Linked DNA regions of Mus musculus: region 1 is linked to region 2. The links are chromatin contacts, called in public Hi-C maps. All regions are on one chromosome and are shown on one strand. Each heading gives the region's core, a stretch centred on a gene start, on an enhancer-like site or on the middle of the called end of the contact. The rest is flanking DNA. Distances are from core to core; before and after follow the strand shown.

The links. Hi-C and Micro-C count contacts between places; a contact is called where the count stands out from the background.
Region 1: a Hi-C map of regulatory T cells shows a contact between it and region 2, with 4 times the contacts expected there. The contact joins the enhancer-like site here to the promoter of Clec11a in region 2. A contact is called at or near these places in 2 of 39 promoter capture datasets (3T3-L1-derived adipocytes and cranial neural crest), 5 of 484 Hi-C or Micro-C datasets (CD4 T cells, embryonic stem cells, muscle stem cells and 2 more), 2 of 115 datasets of contacts at active chromatin or transcription factors (embryonic stem cells and memory CD8 T cells) and 2 of 9 other capture datasets (adipose tissue and liver).

What each region holds. Positions count from the first base shown.
Region 1 is chr7:44,402,866-44,406,938 of GRCm38.p6, reverse strand. No RefSeq gene overlaps it. Among named protein-coding and RNA genes, the nearest start is that of Syt3, 21 kb to the right of the region's middle. Within about 2 kb of position 1,273, at least 262 of the 459 cell types and tissues checked have an H3K27ac peak or open chromatin away from gene starts, as enhancers often do. A contact at or near this core is called in adipose tissue, memory CD8 T cells and regulatory T cells, where this site is marked.
Region 2 is chr7:44,305,439-44,309,327 of GRCm38.p6, reverse strand. It overlaps Clec11a (C-type lectin domain family 11, member a), which reads left to right and starts at 2,369. Exons shown (of 4, transcript NM_009131.3): 1 at 2,369-2,709; 2 at 2,854-3,055; 3 at 3,308-3,499. The coding sequence starts at 2,563. It also overlaps a transcript of Shank1 not described here.

The sequences.
Region 1 (4,073 bases), core at 24-2,523, 99 kb before region 2:
CCACTCCTCAGCTATTGTCTTGGCTCTCCAGCGTCTTCCCTGTCTTTTCCCTGCTCACTCTCTGCCTGTCACCATGGCCCCCATTTTTATCACGGCCACCTTCTCTATTCCTGTCCTCCACACCGTTATCACCTCTGGCCTGTCTTCCCTGTCTCTGTGACTGCCACCGTCTCCTCTATATCTGCTCATTTATCTCCTTCCCCTTTATCATTGTCTCCTTGGTCTTAGTCTGTTCTGTCAGTCTGTGTGTGCTCCCTTGGACACTATTCCTAGAGCTCTTTGTCTCTATCTTGGCCTGGGAACCTTTGTCTCAGCTGTCCCAGGTCTGGTGCTAACACATCCACCACGTTCCTTTCTCTGCTTCCTTTAACTCTATCCTCTCTGTTCCTATCAATACCATGTCTGACTCCATCCTTTCTCGTCTCTGTCCTGACCCTGTCCTCAGACCCTACCTCAGGGCCCTCCATCTGACTCTGACCCATCCTTCTATCTCTGTCCCTTCCATCTTCCTAACAACCCCATCTGACCTTTCTCAGTACAACCACCATCTCCTGGCCTCTGATGTTTCCCGGATGCTATCATTGTCTCCCTGTCACCTCCTGCTTCTCCTTGGCTGTAGTTTAGGCCTTGGGTTCCTGTGAGCTGAGCATGTGGGAGGTCTGTGACCCTGAATAGCTGTTTCTCTCAGTCTGTGTCTTATGGTCTCTCTGTACTTCTGTCCCTCAATGGGACTTTTAAAAGGCCACCTACTTTCCTGAGCCTTTTCTTAGAGTGCCACCAATCAGTCGGGTAGTTGGTCTGGCTGTCCCTATCTGGCCTCTCACGTCACTCCTCATCTCACACATTTTCCCGCCTTTTGTCTCCAACAAGCCCATGAGAGCATGGGCGCATGCGCAACAACCTATGTTTTTCTGAGGGGAGGGGGCGGCTCGCGTGCTTCTGCAAGCCGGCTTGGCAACTACTGACGTCACAAAATGGGTCCCTCTTATTGGCTGCATTTCATCAGGGAGGTGGCCATGCGTTGCCAAGCGCTAGGCGCAAGCAGAGAACCCTAGAAACTCGCGTTGTCATGGCAACTCTGCTTCCAGGAGACTCCTTCGCTATTTCCGCTAATCTGATTGGGCAACTCTTGGCTTCATGCCTGCTTCTGATTGGATGTCAAAGAATTTGGCTGCTTCCTTTCAGTACTTTTCCTCTCTCCTCTAGGGAGCAGGGCAGTGTGACTTAGAGTCTCCAAGGGAGTGCGAGGAGCGTCGGCCATGACACCGGAATTCGGCCTGAGTCAGCTGACTGGGCTGGCTTTCTTACACGCAAGTTCCCGCGCCTCCGGTTAGAGGACACCAAAGAACGCCTGGCTCTTAAAACCTTGGTGACTGATGGCATCATCAGAGATCCGCTGGCCATTGGCGCCCTCTCTTCTGGCTAGCACCCAGAGGCTTTGCGGACTATAACCGGAAAGGAGAAACCCGTGTGTCCAGGAAGTCAGGAACCTGTTCTCAAGTCCTTAAACATGCAAAAGATGGCATTATTGTTATCTTTTATAACCATGTGACCAAATGTGCCCACTCAGAGTAGACACCTTAGCTAGGTCTAGACACCTATCTTTGTTTTGCCTAACAGTTGTTATCTATGATTTTCTTTTCTATTAATAAAAATTTTTAAAATTACCAATTGTAAGCTTTTAGAAAAAAAAAGTCTAGTGACAGACAGTACAGAGAGTTTCATTCGCCTCTCAACACCTCCCCCCAACTTCCGCTATTATTAATATCCTCATAGCAATAGGAGACATTTGTTTCAACTGGTGAGACCACATTAACATAGTGTTGTGTTGGATGATCTTGACAGGATCTAGAATCACCAAGGAAATAAGACTCTAGCCATGCCCGGGAGGGGTTATCTAGGTGACTCACTGTTCCAAGCTGCCACCACCCAGACTTCCCTGCCAGGGTTTGCTGTATTCCCAAACCGTAACAATGGACCCTCCCTCCCTCCCTCCCTTCCTTCCTTCCTTCCTTCCTTCCTTCCTTCCTTCCTTCCTTCCTTCAACTGCTTTGGTCCCCAGTTTTGTCCCAGCAGTGTAGAGTAGCTAATACATTTTTTGTTACTGTTGCCTCTCCGCCCTGGTCATAATGAATAGAGCTGTTACAAACACTCTAACATGTTTTTAACTCTTCTGGGTTAATGCCAAGAAGCAGGATTGAGGCTCCAGATGCTATGAGTGCACTTAGTTCTTGTAAGAAAAAGGTCAAAGTATCTTCAAAAACAGGTTGTGACTTGGCGTTCCCACCCACAGCAAAGGAGTGCCTGTGGCACTTTGTATCCTTGCAAGCATTTGGTGATACTGATGTGTTAGATTTGGGACTGGGATGGTTGGAGTGAGAATGGCCCCATGGCCCATTGATTTGCAAGCTTTGTCCCCAGTTGATAAACTCTTTGGGAAAGGGTAGGAGGTGTGGCCTTGTTGGAGGAGGTATGTCGCTGGGTTTGGCCTTTGAGGCCTTCCCCCACCCCCTGCCTGTTGTTTATGGATATAAAGCTCTTGGCTATTGCTCCAGTGCAATGTCACCATGATGATAATGAACTAGCCCTCAAAAATGCTTGCCCCTAGTTAAACGCTTCCCTTTATAAGAGTTGCCTTGGGCATGGCGTTTATTGTTTTAAAATTTGAAATTTGCTGATGATATACAATATTGGACATATTTCTATGCACTTAACATGTTTAACATTGTGTGTGTGTGTGTTTTCATGCCACAGCACGTACATGAAAGACAGAGCTTGACATTGTGTGTCTTCTTCAATTGCCTTCTACCCTGCTTTGTTTTGTTTTTGAGACAGGGTCTTTCTACGTAGCCCTGGCTGGCCTTGAACTCACAGATATGTGTCTGCCTCTGCCACCGGAGTGCTGGAATTAAAGATATGTACCGGGCTGGTGAGATGGCTCAGCGGGTAAGAGCACTGACTGCTCTTCCAAAGGTCTTGAGTTCAAATCCCAGCAACCACATGGTGGCTCACAACCATCCATAATGAGATCTGACGCCCTCTTCTGGAGTGTCTGAAGACAGCTACAGTGTACTTACATATGATAAATAAATCTTAAAATATGTACCACCACAGCTGGCTTTCCACCTTGGTTTTTTGTTTTGTTTTTTGCTTGTCTGTTTTTGTTTGTTTGTTTAAGACAGGGTTTCTTACTGAATCTGAAGCCTGACATTTCAGCTACACTGGCTGGCCAGAGAGCTTGTGGGATCTTCTTGCTTCTCCCTCCCTGGCCGTGTGAGACCGCAGGTGCACTCGACTGCACTCAGGCTGCGTCTGAGCTCTGGTTCATAGGCTTGGGCATCGCGGGCTTCGTGCACTGAGCTGTTCCCCCACCACAGGGATGGATGTGTGATCTTGATTGTCAACGTGATTGGACCCAGACGCACCTAGGAAATTCATAAAACACACCTTTGGATGACTGTGAGCTGTGGGTCTGGATTCAGGGTCACACACATCATAGGTACACAGGCACTCATCCACTCTGCGCTCCCGGCTTCCGGATATGAGCCGCTTTGCCCTATCAAGATTGACTGGAACCTTTGTAACCATGAACCGACACAAACCTCCCTTCCCTTGTTTGATCAGGAATTTTGTCATTGGCAGCAAAACTATCTGTGTACCATATTTAGTAAAGGTCGAGACCTTTTCTTCCTTTGTAAATTGAGTTAAGTGTTTACTGTTGTGTTGTCTTTTGTGCCCTGTCTCAGTTGGCCCAGGCTGACTTTGGAGATTCTATGTAGCTGAGATTGACCTTGCCCTTCTGTTCTGGTCTGTATCACCTGACTGCTAGGGCAACGGGTGTGGGCCGCTGGGGCTGGCTGGGTTGTCTGTGTTCTTTTTTGCTGGGGAGGTTTCAGAGTTTTGATGGGGGAAAGGGGGAAACAAGTCTTTACCTGCTGTTTTGCAAAGAATTATTTTTTCATGATCTGCAACTCTTCAATTTTCTTTTTAAAAATCACACATATATATGTGCCCACTATTTGGTGTACATGTGCCATAACATGTGGAGGTCAGAGGACAAGTTGTAAAGTTGG
Region 2 (3,889 bases), core at 1,120-3,619:
CTTCTTTCCTGTCAAAGCACACAGAAAGGCTAAGTAATTTGGCCCAGGCCACCCAGCTATAAAGAGGTGGTATCAAGGGTGAAGAACACAGAAGGCTGTCTCCATCTTCTCCACAGGCCTGCTATGGTGTTTCAAAGAACATACCTGAAGATGTATACCCTTCTGCATTCTATAACGCCTCCAATTTCACACACATGGACACACAAAGCTAATTGTGTGCAGGTAGTCAGCTTTCTCCTACCTGGTACATTCACAGAGGAAGGCAGATTCATTCAGCATATTTCAGCCCTCTTCAGCCATGACTTCCACTTTGCCCAGCAGCGTCCCCAGGGCCACTAGGGAACACCAGCTCCTACAGAGGGTTGTTCTAGATAGTTTCTGAGTTTGTCTTCAGCTGCAGCTTCTCTGGGGCATCCTGGGATAAACTGGAGTTGGTACCCAGCTTAGAGAGGCCCTCATCTTGATGCACCCACCCAGGTGCCGAGCAGCTGCGCCCATGGAGAACAGCTGCTGGTGCTGGTACATACACTGAGCGGCTATGAGGCATTCTGCAGTTTACAAAGCCCCTCTGCATTATATGGAGGTCTCCAGCTTCCGAAGAGAGACCTCCGTGCTACAGATGAGCATCCGAGAGGCTCCGAGAATCAGTTGGCTGCCCAAGGTCACTCTGCCCTCTGCGTACTAGGCTTTCTTGAAAACTGGTGTGTTCCTTTACAAGGCCCCTCATGGGACTCACAGCAGCTGAGGGCAGATGTGAGGTACCTGCTTGGAGCCAGCAGCCTTGGTACATGATGCCACACCTGTGACCTCCATACGGCTGCCATGTCTCCTCTCTGAGCTTCTTTGCTTTTTCCTTGCAAACCCTGGGCCCCTAGATCTTTGGCTCATGAATTGGCAGGACCTGCGGGACTAAAGCTCTGCAGGACTCATGAGCCTGGCATGGTGTGGGTAAGGCATGGCCATCTACTCTCCTGGCATTGGAACCTTCCACTGCCCTCAGCGCCTGCACTCAGGCAGACACCTTGAGAACTCCGGTGCAACCTAAACACAAAAGTCTGATTTTTAAGGCCTTTTACCAAGCTGCTGTAACATTGGTCTTATTCATCAGTTTAACTGAGTACCAACTAGGTGCTAGGAAGTCCTGCTTTGATTTGGGGATACAGAAGTAGCCCCAAAATCTATGCCTTGGTCTGCAAGAGACAGATGTAAATAAACAAGCCCATACTGGTTGGACCATACCTAGAAGAAAAGGGGGCATTTTGAGAAAGCATCTCACATGGTGGGCAGAGCTGAGGCTTCAGTAATGAGAAAGAGCTGAGGGAAGAGTTTGCAGAAGGAGGAAAAGGCTAGGAAGGACAGAGTGGTGATGGAGGGTGAGGGGAGATGAGGTGAGACTGCAGAAAAAACGGTTCTCTCCCAGGCCCCAGCCCTGCAGGCTGCACTGAGGACCGAGGAGACCGCGGTTTGGCTTCTCTCCTGCTTCTGATGGGAAGGTGAGGAGGCAGGGGCGTGGGGAGTAATGTGATCTGATTTATGGTTTGGAAGGATTGCTCTGGCTGCGGCAGGCAAGCAGCCCAGATTGGAGGGGCTCTGTAGAAGGAGGGAGAGTAAGGGGAGGCCACTGCAGTGGTCTAGGCTGGGATAAGGCAGCTTGCAGAGGGTTCTCTACTCACGGCCAGTGCTTGGTTAGTATACATACTGGAGATACCTGCTCTGACTGTCAACCCTTCTCCTCCCTTGATGGGGGAACCACTGGGCTCACTACCACCCCTCCCACCCCAGCATCAACCTGCTCAGGGCCTGGCCTGCAGGAGAATCTTGTAGTTACACCTTTTAAGCAGCACACATGCATGCTGTTCACACATATCCCCACAAGCAGGCACCACATACAAGGGCTGGTAGGGCCAGGACAGGCCATCTGGGTAGAGGATGGGAGAGCCCCGGAGCCTGAGAATGTTAGAAGAGTCCCCTTCATTAGGCTGTGTGGTCAGCGGTGACCACAGGATAATAGCAACCTTAGCATACTCTCTGCAGTGTGCCCCCTCCTCAGGAATGGCCAAGACAGAGAGAAGTGAACAGTCCAAAGCTGGCATCCTATCATAGCCTGCTTTGTTCTGAGAAGACTCCTGGACCAAGGCTGAGGCCTACCAGTACCAAGGATGCCCTGGAAAACTTTCCCCATCTTCCTTTTATCCATATAAGTGCTTGTACTTGCAAAAGGGAGGAAAGAGGGCAGAAGCAGAGGTCTGGAAAGTGGCAAGGGGTGGGTGTGGGTAGACCCAAGGCGGGATCAGGCTTTGGAACGTTGGAGGTTTCCGGCCACAGAGGCAGAGCCTCCTGGAAGCCAATAGGGGCGGGGAGACTCACCAAGAGAAGCTGAGGAGATCAAAAGTTGAGACAGAGCAGATCAGGAGGGAAGGCAGAAGAGAAAGCCTGGCAGAAAGAAGGTCCAAGGGGCTTGTGAGCTGCCCACCAGACTGGGACACTTGCTAGGTCTATACAGCAGTCCTACCCCTGGCATTCTGACCTCTCTACTATTTGGGTGCTGGGAAGCCCAGCTGGATGCAGGCAGCCTGGCTCTTGGGGGCCCTAGTGGTCCCTCAGCTTTTGAGTTTTGGTCATGGAGCCCGAGGTCCTGGGAGGGAGTGGGAGGGAGGCTGGGGAGGTGCCCTGGAGGAGGAGAGAGAGCGGGAGTCACAGATGTTGAAGGTGAGTGTTGGAGGGGCACTGTGGGCTTGAGATGAAGTGTTCAGATGGGTAAAGAAAAGTAAGGGGGTTTAGATGGAACAATGGGTTCAGAAAAGAGCTGAGAGGGTAGGCGGGAAGGAAACTGACATGCATTCTCTGACCCAGAATCTCCAGGAGGCCCTAGGGCTGCCCACTGGGGTGGGAAATGAGGATAATCTTGCTGAAAACCCTGAAGACAAAGAGGTCTGGGAGACCACAGAGACTCAAGGGGAAGAAGAGGAAGAGGAAATCACCACAGCACCTTCTTCTAGTCCCAACCCTTTCCCCAGCCCTTCTCCCACACCAGAGGACACTGTCACTTACATCTGTGAGTATTCAGAAGCCAGGGTGGCCTGTCTGTCAAGCACTGACCCAACTCGGAGGCCAGACACATCAAAGGGGCCCAAGGTCCCCAGATGTGTCTGCCTGTCAAGAGTTTAACCCACTGAACTTCATAGACATGGTCACACATCCCACAGATCGCCTCATCCAATCCGCTTTTGGGAGTCTGAGGGCCGTGCCCTCCATGTCCTTAGAGCCCTTAATTGTGCCTCTAGTTGTGCCTTCTGTCTTTTCACAGTGGGCCGCTTGGCCAGCCTCGATGCAGGCCTACACCAATTGCACGTCCGTCTGCACGTTTTGGACACCCGTGTGGTTGAGCTGACCCAGGGGCTGCGGCAGCTGCGGGATGCTGCGAGTGACACCCGCGACTCAGTGCAAGCCCTGAAGGAGGTCCAGGACCGTGCTGAGCAGGAGCACGGCCGCTTGGAGGGTGAGTCTCAGCAGCACAAAGAGGGCCTAGGTGGGAGGAGGAGACCCATGGAGGTCTGAAGACCTGGAGAAAACGGGTATCAGGATACCAGAGGGTCCACATAGAACTGGGAGGTGCTGGCACATCTAGAGATGGATTGTGAGGTGGGTGAGACTTTTCTTGCTCCAACCTGTGCCACACCCTGAAAGCCCCACCCATAGTCTGGAACCGCCTACACCCTGGCCACGCCCCCGAAGGCCCTGGCTCCACTTCACTAACACACTACTGCTCTAACGAGGCTCCCCTTGGCCCCACCCTTTTCAACCCTCCAAAGCATTGGCCCTGCCCCTGACAGCCTGGCCAGGCCTCACTGGTCACAGAAGTTCTAATCCCTCCTACTATCCACGCCTC